Regions from separate parts of the Mus musculus genome. Here region 1 is linked to region 2. The links are chromatin contacts, called in public promoter capture Hi-C maps. All regions are on one chromosome and are shown on one strand. Each heading gives the region's core, a stretch centred on a gene start, on an enhancer-like site or on the middle of the called end of the contact. The rest is flanking DNA. Distances are from core to core; before and after follow the strand shown. Region 1 holds the start of Ints7 (integrator complex subunit 7). Region 2 holds the start of Vash2 (vasohibin 2).

Region 1 (6,143 bases), core at 1,603-4,102, 600 kb after region 2:
ACAGGTTGAGGGGTTCCCTTTCCTATCACTTGCTTCACTTCCTTTCTACTTCCACAAAAGGAAGGTATTCTACTCTCCCTTCCTCATCTTACACCTTGCATTGTTGAAAGATGTGTCCATTACAAATTTTTAAATATGGGCTCAGCAGTTAAGAACACTGACCGCTCTTCCAGAAGTCCTGAGTTTAATTCCTGGCAACCACATGGTGGCTCACAACCATCTGTAATGGGATCTGATGCACTCTTCTGGTGTGTATATGAGTACAATGTACGCATATAAATAAAAATAAATAAATAAATCTTTTTTTTTTTCTTTTGGTTTTTCGAGACAGGGTTTCTCTATGTAGCTCTGGCTGTCCTTGAACTCAGAAATCCGCCTGCCTCTGCCTCCCAAGTGCTGGGATTAAAGGCATGTGCTAAATAAATAAACACACACACACACACACACAAAACCCCAAATAGAAAACTAGTGAGGTCCTAACTATGAGACAATTTGAGACCACAAGGCACCAGATACCTAAATCCATTTCTTTAAAAGATGCACTTTCAATAAAAATTTTGCTTTTTTCTTAAAACATTTTAAGAAGTTACTTAGTTTCTAACAACTGCCCACTATTAATTAACTGTGGTGATAATTCATCCTAAGGGAAACCTTTGTGACTACTGGGTACTAAAACCACAGAAAACAGCACTTTATATGCTTTTTGATGGGGCATGACAGGGTGACAAGAACTTTTAAATTACAATAGGATAAATTTGCGGAGAATTAAGATAGAAATATTCAGAAGAAAAAGCAACCATATAAAACATCGAACAGTAAGCATTTGCTCACCTTTTCAAAAACAGAGACCACGACTTCCACGTTGGTATAGTTGTTTATAGTGTCAGATGTATTTAAAAGGCTAAAATAGTATTTATCTTAAGATGCTAACTCACTATAAGGCTAAAAATTATAATTTTGCATGTTTAAAGTTTATAGTAAAAATTCTTAGATATGGATTTAAAAACTCACAAAAGTAATTATATTTCCATCTTACAAATATCGGTAGAGAAAGGAAACTAAAGGCACATTTAGAGGCTTGTTATGATCAGGGAGTAAAGTATCAGGCCCAATGGTGGGGATGGAATAGAGAAAATGGAAGACTCAGTTTGAGGTAAAGAGGCTGAATCTGTGGGGATGGAAAAAGAGATTCAAGCAGACTTAAGGGATTTCTTTTTTTTCTTTTGAAAATGTCATAATGAGGAATATGGAGTCTAAGTTTTAGCTGGGGACACCAGTTTAAAATAATGTCACTCCCAAAAATTGGGAAGAAGCCAACTCAGTTTGGGGCATTAGAATATAAGATGCTTGTATGCCTAACTGTCTAGATTAAGTTCAATACATACAGCTTTTACAGAAATTAACCCAAAACATAGGGAATGGAAGAGTGTAGCAGCAGTAGAATCCTTACTTACGGCTATAATCATTTAAGGCCCAGCAACACCGGAGGGGAAAAGAGATGCAGACTTCAGGAGGTAACAATCAATGAATGCCAGTGCCTATCACTGAACGTCTGTCTGGCTATCTGTAAGCCGGAACGACAGACTGAAAAGTGGGTAGACAGAAAATGTAGCACATAGGAAAAGAGGTGGAGTTGAAACTCAGACGCTCCGAAGACCGCTCACAACCATTGTGCAGGGCGGCCATTCCTAACACAGGGCGAAGTAACTTTTGTAAAGTTCGAGCAGAGAAAGAGGCAGAATGTAACTACAAGAGTATCCACAGAGGGAATACGACTACAAAGTTTTAGATCCGGGCAGGACCTCAAGGAGCTTTTCCTCTTCTCAACATTCTTAGGACCACTCTTCAAGGTCTTAGTTTAACAACACATCAGCCTAATCGCATCTCAGATTGCCAATGTTTTTAAGAGTACTGTAGGAGATGAGCTGGCTTTCTATATGCTAACAGGAGAACATGGCTGAATTCCACCGTGAAGAGAAAAACGAGTTTAATCCCATTTCTGGAAGTACCTCGGCATCAAGACACATTTGGAACAATACCCTTCCATCCATTACCCGTGGTCACCTCGTGGGTGTGGCTATGGGCATCTTTTAGTCTGTATTTTAGGACTTTTCAGAGCCTGCAGAGATGGGGGAGGGGACTTTGGCGCCTTAAGATTGAGTTCCTTAACTGCGGGCCATGCGCGCTGGTGCACAACGAACTTGCAGGGATCGCTAAGGTTCTGCAGAGACGGCAGGCACATCGCTGGTGCCAAAGCGTCTCCCACCCCCGACTCTCACAAGCGTGCACTCTCTAGTTAACGCGCGATATTGACGTAAGCAGCCAGGGGCCCGGGACGCCACTGAGCGTCCTAACTTCGGCCTCCGTTCCGAACTAAAAAGCTCGATTACGGTGAAAAGCGTCCGGAAGGAACCCAAGCACGATGTTCTTCGGCGGTCCTCGCTCGCCCGGATTCGCTCCGGCCGCGGGAGACCTGGAGGCCCACAGTCGGCAGCGATCCAAGGTGGAGCGCCTGGGGGGAGGTGGTTCCCGCCACGGCCAGCGGCCGTTGGGGCCGTTACTCACCGTTCCTCAGGACGCCGAGCTGCGGCTGGCGGAGTACCGAGTTGAAGAGCATCTGGGCCTGAGGAGAAGGCTCAGCTGAGGGGAACGCCGAGAAGATCGCCCCCAAGTTCCACAGGAGCCGCCGTCTGCACCCTCCACAACGCGGCGCGGTTTCGCCTCCAACTCCCGCCACTAAGAGCCCCGGCCGCCAAACTCCGCGCCAAACTGACGTCACGCTTTCTGATTGGCTCTCGTCGCAGCGTCCTGGCGCCTCGAAGGCTCGCCCCCATCCTAAGCTCCGCCTCCCTCTCGCTCAGCCGCGGGAACCCAAGGTTCACAGGCTCCCTGAGCGCCTGCGCGGGGGGGCCCAGAGAGGAACTGGCGAACCGCGGGGCGACCGAGGCGCATGCGTACACTGCCTGACAGCGCGCGGAGGGAAAAATCCGCGAGACCGCGGCGGGAGAAGATGGCGGTGCTGGGGTAGAGTTTGCAATCTTTGTGACTGGGCGAGTCGGGTAACTGTCCGGGTCATGGCGTCAAACTCAACCAAGTCGTTCCTGGCCGATGCCGGCTATGGCGAACAGGAGCTGGACGCTAATTCCGCTCTTATGGAACTGGACAAAGGTACGGAGGAGGGACGCGGGCGAAGCGTCTGGGGGGAGTGGCGCCACCTAGTGGCGGCAGCTACAGAGGCTAGAAAGGCGCATGCGCCGATGTATGGGGCGGGAAGCACGGCTGCTAGTCTTGGAGCCAGCGCTTAGGCGCATGCAGGGTTGCTGGAGTAGCCTTGCACAGTTGGAGCAGAGGCTCGTGCTTGCGAGGATGCCTTTGACCACTTGGGGGCACAGTCTCTGGTTTCCCAGGCAGCAAATAAGATAAAGTGCTGAATTTTGAGATTATTTTTTAAAACGTTCAGTGCAGGTGAAGCCTTCATTAAGAGAGCCAAATGATTTTCTGAGCGTTTTACAGCGATTTGTCTTGCGAGACTGTCAATTGCGCGTTCTAAAGCAGGTTCCATGTGGATGAGAACATCCGAAAAGCTTGGCTGAACGCGCTCATTCTCTGCACACAAGTTCCACGAGTTAGTTCCCCTTATACAGGTAGCTAAGAGAAAAAATTTTAGGGTTAGGAGTTAAATTCCAGTTCTACTAAAGTGATTATGGAATGCGGCATTATCATCTAGCCTCGATATGTCAGCAAAGTGGGCACAGTATGTCAGCTGTTGTAAATGTTAAATGGCAGTGGTATGCGAAAAGATGCCTTTATTAAAGGCTGAAGAGGGACTTTGACAGATAGCTATCCATAAAGAAGTCCTGTGTAAATGTGAGACCTTTGCTTCAGTTTCCTGCCAAGGTTTTTACACTATAGGCAATTCTTGGTTAACTGTAGCCAGTGTGTAACCTGTAGAGAACGGGACTGGAAACCAAGGATCTGTAAGTTCAAGTCTGGGGGGCAGGGTGTGCCAAGTAGGGACTGGGGGATGCTGAGAGAACCTGGAGGTCAATTAGACTTTGGCATGTTAAATATGCACCTTAGTTCCTTGTCCAAGTTTGAAACCAGTTACAGGTAAGAGTTTTTTACGTTTTACTAAAGTCTGTGACATCCAGGTTGGCCTGTACTCCCTAAAGCCAAGGATAACTCTCAACTTTTGATCCTCAGCCTCCCAAGTCCTAGACCTGATGTGGCCCATTACACTGTTTTATTCAGTGCCAACTCCCTTCCCACCGAAATGTGTATGGCTCTAGCGTAGCTAATCTTGTCCCAGGCTAAGAGTAGATAGTGTTGTAGAGCAGGGTAAGGATATGGAGCAAGGAAAGGAAGGACATCCAGAGTTACCTTCTAAGTGTTGTGAGCCAGTGTGATGGTTTACTGTGTGAAACACTTCCTGTGCAAGCCTGACAGTCACACACATGTGCACACATACATACAATAACAATGAAATAAGGTTTACATTAAAAAAAAAAAAAAGATGCTGCGGCTGTAGGGATGACTTAGCCTTTAAGAGGCCACACTGCTGTTTTGTGGGACCAGAGTTCAGTTCTCAGCACTCACACCCCAAACCTCACAACTGCCTGTAACTCTAGAGGGTCTGTTATACACCCATCTCTCCCTCCCCCTACATACACATAATTAAAAGTGAAGCTCTTTGAAAGAAAAGGTTACAGTTGTAATGAAAGTAATAGTACAACCTTTTTAATAAGAAGAGTTGAAATTAAAACACATATGTGTAAGAAATAAGTGGGGGCTGTTGAGTGTTTTACAGATAAGCCCTAAGCTCAACAAGACACATTGTATCAGCCGGGAACAGTAGTGTGACACATTGCTAAAGGCTGAGTCCCACATATTACTCTAATAAGTGTAGCTTTTCCTAATGTAGATTATTATCATCAGACCAAGTATTTGCCCCTCCAGTGATTGGAAGTTGTCCAGATGAAAACAGGCAAGATCCCCTTCCTGCAGAGAGAAAGGTTTAGTGACATCACTCAACCTGATGGCTCTGTGCACACCTGGCTTTGAGAGGATGGGTGGGAGTGGGGAAGGTGACTCATTCCCTTTCTTGCTGCACATGAGTGGAAGCTGGTGAACCTAATGCTGTAGGAAAAGCCTGATCGTGGAGTGCTGATTCAACTCTTGAGAACTGGGTGAGAGTCAGGACAGAATCCACACACTAGGATTTCCTAGCGTTGTTACCATCCACCCAGTTCCACCATCTTAATTCTCCCTGTGAAGACCACTGTTGTACTGCCCATGTGTGCAGGAATGTAACTGGTGTTAGGGAGTGAGGACTCAGCACAGCCCCTCTGAGAGAATGAATGGCCTTAGCCACTGGGTTGGGTGTGCACTAGGCGGCTGACGCCATGTCATTACTGGTGGTTTTAAGAGTAGTAGAAACATGGCCCTATGGATTCAGACTTTTTTTTCCTGAGGATATTTATTACCAGACTACATTTAGTCTGACAGCATTGGTAAGTGAACCTTTAAGGTTATATAGAATCTAGATTCAGCAACTAGTTTACCACATTGAAGCTGAATTAGGGAGCATGGACTCTGCAGTTTGGTTGGTGACCCTGATGGACAAGGTCAGATAAACTAAACAGAAATCCACTTATTGAAACCATGGCCTTACTTTTATGTATGACTGTGAGCTGTTGTCTTATGATTTACAATGGGAATTATTAAATAGTCTCATTTCTTATTGTTTTAAACTAGTATTTTCTCATGTGCAGTCTGCATTATATGTCAGCATGTTTATTAGCAGTGATTTCTGAAGTTTTGTGGGAGGATACTTAGTAATTATGTCAGAAATTGCCATTTCTGCCTTCCAAATGTGAAGTGACCTTTATTAACTGTTTATTAAGCTGTGGGTTGTGGGTTGCCTTCTGTCTTAGTCAGGGTTTCTATTCCTGCACAAACATCATGACCAAGAAGCAAATTGGGGAGGAAAGGGTTTATTTAGCTTACACTTCCATACTGCTGTTCATCACCAAGGAAGTCAAGACTGGAACTCAAGCAGGTCAGGAAGCAGGAGCTCATGCAGAGGCCATGGAGGGATGTTCTTTACTGGCTTGCTTCCCCTGGCTTGCTCAGCCTGCTCTCTT
Region 2 (6,849 bases), core at 780-3,279:
CGAAGGCACAGTGAGTGAGGTGCAGGATTCAGAAAGCCTGCTCAAAACAGTGGCATTCAGTCTCCACTCCCTCTGCCCAACTCTCTCATGTTTAAAGACTCTGGTGACTCATGGTAAGCAGAGAAAGATGCTGAAGTCAGAGCCAGGGCTGCCCGAGTTCAAGAGCAAGGATTATTACTGCTGATACTCCCACAGACAAGCTTCTAGCGCAGGTAAGCTCCTATCCTTTGGACAGAATAAACTCCCTGCCTAGCAAAGTAATAAAACACGATGAAGCAGGAAGCAGAGAACATCCTCCACTTCCCCAAGGACACACACAGCCTTCTGGCCTGCAGGCTTGCATGCTCAGCTGTCGCCAGCCAGGACCGGGACTGACTGCTGCCATGTCTCTGGGATATGTGATTCCTGCACCTCTCAGGAGTCCTGCTCAGCAAACGGGATCCCTGGGGTCCAGGGAAGCCACCTCCATGGCCACACTCCAGGTTTTCATTTTATATAACACGACACTCCCACCAGAGAACATGTCTCTCTGTAACCATATCCTTGGCCACTGAGCTCAGTTGCTCCCTGGCTGCTCTCCCGAGTAAAAAAGAGAGGGTCACTTGGTGTCTCCCTTTACTCCAGAGACTAATTCATCCAGTGTCCTGGAAAGTCCCTTTAAGCCACAGCCAAATGCTTCATTGGCGCCAGATTAAGCTGGTAAGGGACAGGTCACTGTTCTCTGTAAGCTTCAGAGGTAAAAATCAAAAATCACTGTCATAAAAGGATAGGAAGAGTGTGATGATGAAGATGAAGATGGTTAGCAAAAACTCTAGGAATGATTCACACTGAGAAGTCTGGCTGATTGATTACAAATTCACTCCATAAGTCATTTGCTAGGGAGACCTGGGGGTGGGGGGGGAGGTAAAACACTCACGGAGGGCAGATAGGGTGGACCCTGGGGTTCTATGCTTTCTTGGAGTGGTTGGTGTTGACCTGGTGACATTAGCTTTTGATGAAGATATTACAGGAGCTGAATACATAATGGATTTGGCTCAGCCCAACCTCAGAGCTTAGCCAGCAAGCCCCCTGCCTGCTCCTCTTGGCAGCAGAACAGGACTCAGTAGCTGGACACGAGGTCTCTTCTCCCTGCCCTGCCAAGGATGGGCTGAGCAGGTCCCATCCCTGCCAACCCGCCCATCCCATCCCACCCTTTCCAGCGAAGCCACTGACCTTAGCCAGGAAGGCAGCGTTTCTGATGGCGCCTACCATCTCTCCCCCTCTGGGGTGGACCTTGGCAACGTGCAGCCACATCCGCTCCCAGGTGTGGCTATCGATCGGGAACCCGCTCTTGTTCACGTGGAACAGCACCCCGCCGTCTTTGTCCTCCTCCTCGGAGCCCCCGCTGGTGGCGAGGCTCACGGGCCGCGCGTGGCTGCTCCGGGATCGGGTGCCTTTGGTGATTTTGGGGTGGGGGCAGCGGTGAGTGTCGGCGGCAGAGCCGGTCATGATGAGGGGCACACGGCAAGGGGGCGGAGGACGCCGGCACGCCGGGGATCAGGGCCCCGCGGGAGGTTGGGGTGGCCTTTAACTCTCGCGGCCGTAGGACACACGAAGGGAACCCCGCTCACCGACCGGGCCTGAAAGCAGTGGAAACAGCAGACACTGCAGCTCAATAAGACAGGCATGGGGGTTCCCGCCTCGCTGCCCCAGACCCACCCTTCAGGACTAACGCGAGCTTCCAGCCCCGCCGATTACCTAGCAAGGCGGCTGGAAAGACGCCACGAAGCCTCACACCCAGCTGCACTCGGGGATGGGGAGGCATGCAAGGAGCGCGGGGTGAGGAGGGGACGGGGTAGGAAAAAGCAAGACAGCTGTGTAGCAAGAAGACTCGAGGGTCCCCTCCAGCTTCACGCATCCCTGGGTCCCCAGATGTGGTGGACTGCCACGGTCCCACAGCGAGCGGGCACGTGAGCGCCCGGGGTTGGCGCGAGGGAGCCGCAGCAGCCTCTGCTTGTTAGGGAGGCCTGGCGTCTTCCCGGAAGCCCCCCGAACCCTGGCGCGAGAGGGGCGGCTCCAGCCGGGGTTCCCGGGCAAGCGCAGCGCCGCCCCCTTCCCGCGGGTCCCGCGCGGGCACCGCGAGTGGCAGCTGCGGGCCGCCACGACGCGCGCGGGGCCCGGGGACCCACCTCGGGCCGGCCTCATTGCTGCAGAAGGCTGTTGGGGTTGAGGCGGTCGTCGCCTCATTCCATGTCCCATTCTCGAATGTTATTCTGTGACATATAACTGAGTCACCCGGGCAGCCGCCGATGTTCCGAATGCGGCCATTGGACACCGCAACAAAGAGGGGCGGGTCCCGAGCTTGGGACTCTACAACCCGGAGCTCTGCGTCTCTGCGATTGGTTCCAGGGTTCCCGGGCGGGAGGGGATACGAGTTAGGGAAGCTGGGCTGCCACGCGAAATCCGATGCTGCAGTATCCTGGGAGCCCCGCGGAGCTGGAGCGACTGTCCAGGGACTAAGATCCAGTTTCCCTCGGGCAGAGGCGCAGCAGCTAAGCTCCGGAGATGAGATAAGGAAGTAGTGGGCCTGGTGGAGCAGTGTTGGTCGAGGAGCTGGGCACAGTGACTACACAGGGCTCTGGGTGGCTCTAGGAAAGGCCAACTTTAATACTTATTTAAATTCTCCATTACAAGTTTCTCCCCAGATTAACAAGTGTGTACAGCCCTGAATCCTCTATTAGTAGATGTGGATAACAAGGTTCTTCAACCCAAGCTGCTGTGAGAGGCAATTCGAGCCCCTTCTGTTCTGTAGTCACTGTAGAGGGATGCTTGAAGCCAAGGGAGTGGCCTTCCCACAGCTTCTCCTCCTCTTCTTTGTCGTCGTCTTCCTCTTTGTCGTCTTCTCCTCCTCCTCCTCCTCCTCCTCCTCCTCCTCCTCCTCCTCCTCCTCTTCCTTCCTTCCTTCCTTCCTTCCTTCCCTTCTTCTTCTTCTTCTTCTTCTTCTTCTTCTTCTTCTTCTTCTTCTTCTTCTTCTTCTTCTTCCTTCTATCTCTCTCTCTCTCTTTCCCTCTCTCTCTCCCCCTCCCTCCCCCCCAGCCCGTGTGTGTGTGTGTGTGTGTGTGTGTGTGGTGTGTGGTGTGTGTGTGGTGTGGTGTGTGTGTGTGTGTGTGTGTGTGTGTGTGTGTGTTTATACGTGAGGCTGGAGTATTGGGTTCAGCGAGTTAAGATCACTGTCTTTAAGGAAGACCAGCACTTTGGGTTCAGCACCCGTTCTCAGCTTCAGGAGGATCACACAAGTTGGGCCTCCTGGGCACCTGCGCTCTCATGTTTGTGCTGACTCTGACATATATGCAAAGACATGTAATTTAAAAATATTAGAAATAAATATTTTTAAACCTTTTACATTTTGCATTTGTCGTGTGTAAGTGTGCAGGTGTACGGATTTGGAGAGCGTGTGTAAGTATGTAGGTGTACGTGTGGAGTGTGTGTGTGTGTGTGTGTGTGTGTGTGTGTGTGTGTCGAGATCAGAGGACAAAGTACTGGTGGCCATTCTCTCATTATACCACATAGGTTCCAGGGGTCAAACTCAGGACCTCGGGCTTGGTGACCAGCCAGTAACCACTGAGCCATCTCACCAGCCCAAAGTACCTTTTTCTTAGTGATAGTGTCTTCCTTCTTGCTTCCTCCATCCCACCCTCCCTCTCTCACTTCCTCTCTCTCTTACTTTTATTTTGAGAAAGAGCAAGCCAAAGTGGAAGAAGCCACAGACTGCTGACCCTGAGGTCCAATAAGTCTAGGTTTGTCTCTTGCTGAGTTGTGTATCCCAGGACACACAGTTCATCTGCTCTGTGAGGAAAACCAGAGCCCCTTTGGCTCTTAGGTCATGTAACTTTCTTTGGAACATCTAGGAGCCTGTCTGTCAACCATGGGAAGCAAATCTCCCAGCTGGACACCATGGGGAAGAGCCCTGCCTAGGACTAGTTTCTGGCTGCTCAGCTCTATGTGGGAGTTGGGATGGAAACCTCTATGAGGCAGGCAGGGTGGGAGCCAGGATCAGTAGAGGATCAATGGAGGCAACCTGGGTTCTAAACCTACCAGGACAGAGCCCTGGGCATGAGACTATGGATGGAGTCATCACTGAGCACAGTAACGCCAGTCTATGTCAGAACATTCTTAACGGTCCTCGGGCAACAAGCACACCTGGGAAAGAATCAGGAGGGAGAAGACAATGTGTGCCCAGGGAATCTCGTTCCTAATTAAAAGGAAACCCACCTGTTTGCTCATCCCAAACGCCCTTCTCTCCTGTCTGCAGTTCATCCTTAAGTCCATCTCTCTCCCTTCCACGTCCCTGGTACCCAGACCAGAAAAGGAACTCAGGGCAGCACTTCTGTGGACTGGGATTTGGCCTGCTCGCCCCTTAGAGAAAACAGCTCAAAGGACAGCAAAGACCAGGCTCGCCACCCTTACTGTGACGAGGCTGCCCACAGATGGACCAAGTCCAGCCAGGTCTGCTCAGCTTGGTCAGTCGGAGCCTGAATCCTGCTTTGCCTAAGTAGGAACCCCAGACACCAGAAAGAGATAATGGTCACCTTCCTGCTTTGAACTGTGTCTAGCATGGTCTTTTGACAGTGAGGGGAAAAGCTGCCAAGGTCTGAAGCACACACAGGACTAGCGATTTGCATGCTGCTTTGCATTGCTCCCTAACTGTGCTGAGAGCTGGTCTTGCCATACAGAGGATCAAGGCAGCATCCAGTGAGTGCTTGGTCTCTGCTGAGCATAGCCTGAGCCCTTCACATGTATGCCCTTACGTGATGCTTACAAGGATCCTGTGGGCTTTAAAGTAACACTAGGGAAGCTTGGGTAATTTCCACTAGGTCCAGACAGCAAAGCTGTGGTTTGGATGTTGAATGCCTTCCCTACAGCCTTTGGGTTCAGTTCTCAGTCCCCGATTTGGTGCTGTTCTAAAGTGGTAGAGACTCTGAAGCAGGACCTCTCGGGAGGTTTCAGGTTACTGGAGACAGGTCCTTGAAGGGAACTCTGGGGCCTGGTCTCACAGTCTCCTGATGTCATCCCCAGAGGTCAAAAAAGCATGTGTTCCCAGGAAAGTTGATTGGCGCCTCCCAAAGGGTGAGCCGAAGAAGTCTTCTCTCTTTCTAAGCTGACCGTCTCATGTACATCACAGTAACAAAAAGCTAACTGACTCGGCAAATATAAAAATAGTCCTGCTGAGCCTCTACTCTGGTAAAAAGCATAATAATTATTTTTTTCTAACTATGCACCTGTTTCTACACTGAACTTCGTTTGTTTGTTTGTCTGTCTGTCTCTGTTTTGTTTCCCGATAGGGTCTCTTCGTGTCTCTGTGGCTGTTCTGGAACTCTCTATGTAGACCGTTATGTAAAATGGCCTCAAACACACAAAGATTCACCTGTCTCTGCCTCCCAAGTGCTGAGATTAAAGGCACGCACCACTATGCCTGGTTTACACTGAGCTAATACCCAGAGAATTCAGGAAAACTCAATATTAAGCCTAAGTTGATAGCCTCACTAGGGGCCGAGAAACAGCACAGCCCCTCTGCTCTGAGAAGTAGTTTTCCAGATCCAGCCTGAGTCCCTCACACAGCTGAGAAGACAGAGATAACCCCTTCTCTGGAGAAGTCAACCCTGAACCCAGACTCAGGGATCCTGAACAGCTCAGGCAAACAACCCCATGAGAAAAATTAGTCATGTGTGTCCCCCACCCCAACGCAAGGCAAGAGTCAGCATAAATAAGTCATTAGAAACTGAACTCAGAAGTCAACTATAACATGTTGCGCGCGCTCAACAGGCCAGGAAGAACGACGCTGCTACAGGATCCTTCTGCACACATTTATTCAGTCCTGTTTCTTCTTTCTCCATATATCTCCCTTGTTTATATCTCCCTTGTTTTTATATCTCCCCTGTTTATATCTCCCTTGTTTTTATATCTCCCTTGTTTTTATATCTCCCCTGTTTATATCTCCCTTGTTTTTATATCTCCCCCGAACCCTGGGCCTCTCACTCCTTTTATACTCTCTCTCATCCACGCACCGCAGGCCACGCCCCCTCGCCAGTCGTGAGGCTTCAGCTAATCAGGGCAGCAGGGGCATATCTCCATCAAACTGGATTCACCTGAATCCTGGTACACCTGCGCAGCACTCAAGATGTTTGTGTCTTATATGAGGAAGTCAGGTGCAAGTCATATGACTTAGCTGCAGTCCCTGGCGCCTTTGGGACTGCCGCCACACCCGCTCCCCACAATTCCCCCTTTTTTCTTTTTTGGCAGAGAGAATGTCTGTAGATAGCCCCTCGCAACCATGCCCCTTACCTGTCTTTGGGAGACAAACAGCATTGGTTTGATCCCTGTCTTAGGTTGGTGACATGCCCAGGGAGTCTTATCACTGACTACCTCTCAATCATGCCAAGCCACTCCTGGGGAGATTGTGTTTTGCTTGTGGCAGGTGCATCAAAAGGCCAGGATGTTGATTAATCTATGGCCAAATCTTAATTGCTGCAAGCAAGCCTCATGGGTGAAGGTAGAGGTCTGATCCCCAGTGTGCAAGCATAGGGGCCCTACACAAAACCATACCTTAGGCTCATCACCCAGAGAGGTCTTGGCCAGCTCCCGTGTCGTTTTCCCTGGGGGAAGGGAACTAGGACACTGAACCTTCATGCAATCAGACGTGCCTTCCACAGGATGCCAACAGCAAGCTATCCTCTGTGCAGTGCTTAGCCTCGCACCCCACGGCATAACGCAGCATAATTTCTTTTAGAGCGGCAAACCGAATCTGAGGAGATTGTCCCGCCTCCACTGCAGCAAAAGCCTATGCTACCATAGCGAAAGTGCGGGCCGCAC

Evidence for each region. Promoter capture Hi-C pulls out the DNA fragments that hold promoters and counts their contacts.
Region 1: a promoter capture Hi-C map of liver shows a contact between it and region 2, with 2.5 times the contacts expected there. The contact joins the promoter of Ints7 here to the promoter of Vash2 in region 2. A contact is called at or near these places in 4 of 39 promoter capture datasets (the 3T3-L1 cell line, the HPC-7 cell line, hippocampal neurons and 1 more), 1 of 484 Hi-C or Micro-C datasets (embryonic stem cells), 1 of 115 datasets of contacts at active chromatin or transcription factors (microglia) and 1 of 9 other capture datasets (adipose tissue).

Annotation. Positions count from the first base shown.
Region 1 is chr1:191,572,784-191,578,926 of GRCm38.p6, forward strand. It overlaps Ints7 (integrator complex subunit 7), which reads left to right and starts at 2,853. Exons shown (of 20, transcript NM_178632.6): 1 at 2,853-3,168. The coding sequence starts at 3,075. Dtl (denticleless E3 ubiquitin protein ligase) reads right to left here and starts at 2,761. Exons shown (of 15, transcript NM_029766.3): 1 at 2,566-2,761. The coding sequence starts at 2,617.
Region 2 is chr1:190,976,969-190,983,817 of GRCm38.p6, forward strand. It overlaps Vash2 (vasohibin 2), which reads right to left and starts at 2,030. Exons shown (of 8, transcript NM_144879.2): 1 at 1,738-2,030; 2 at 1,213-1,619. The coding sequence starts at 1,488.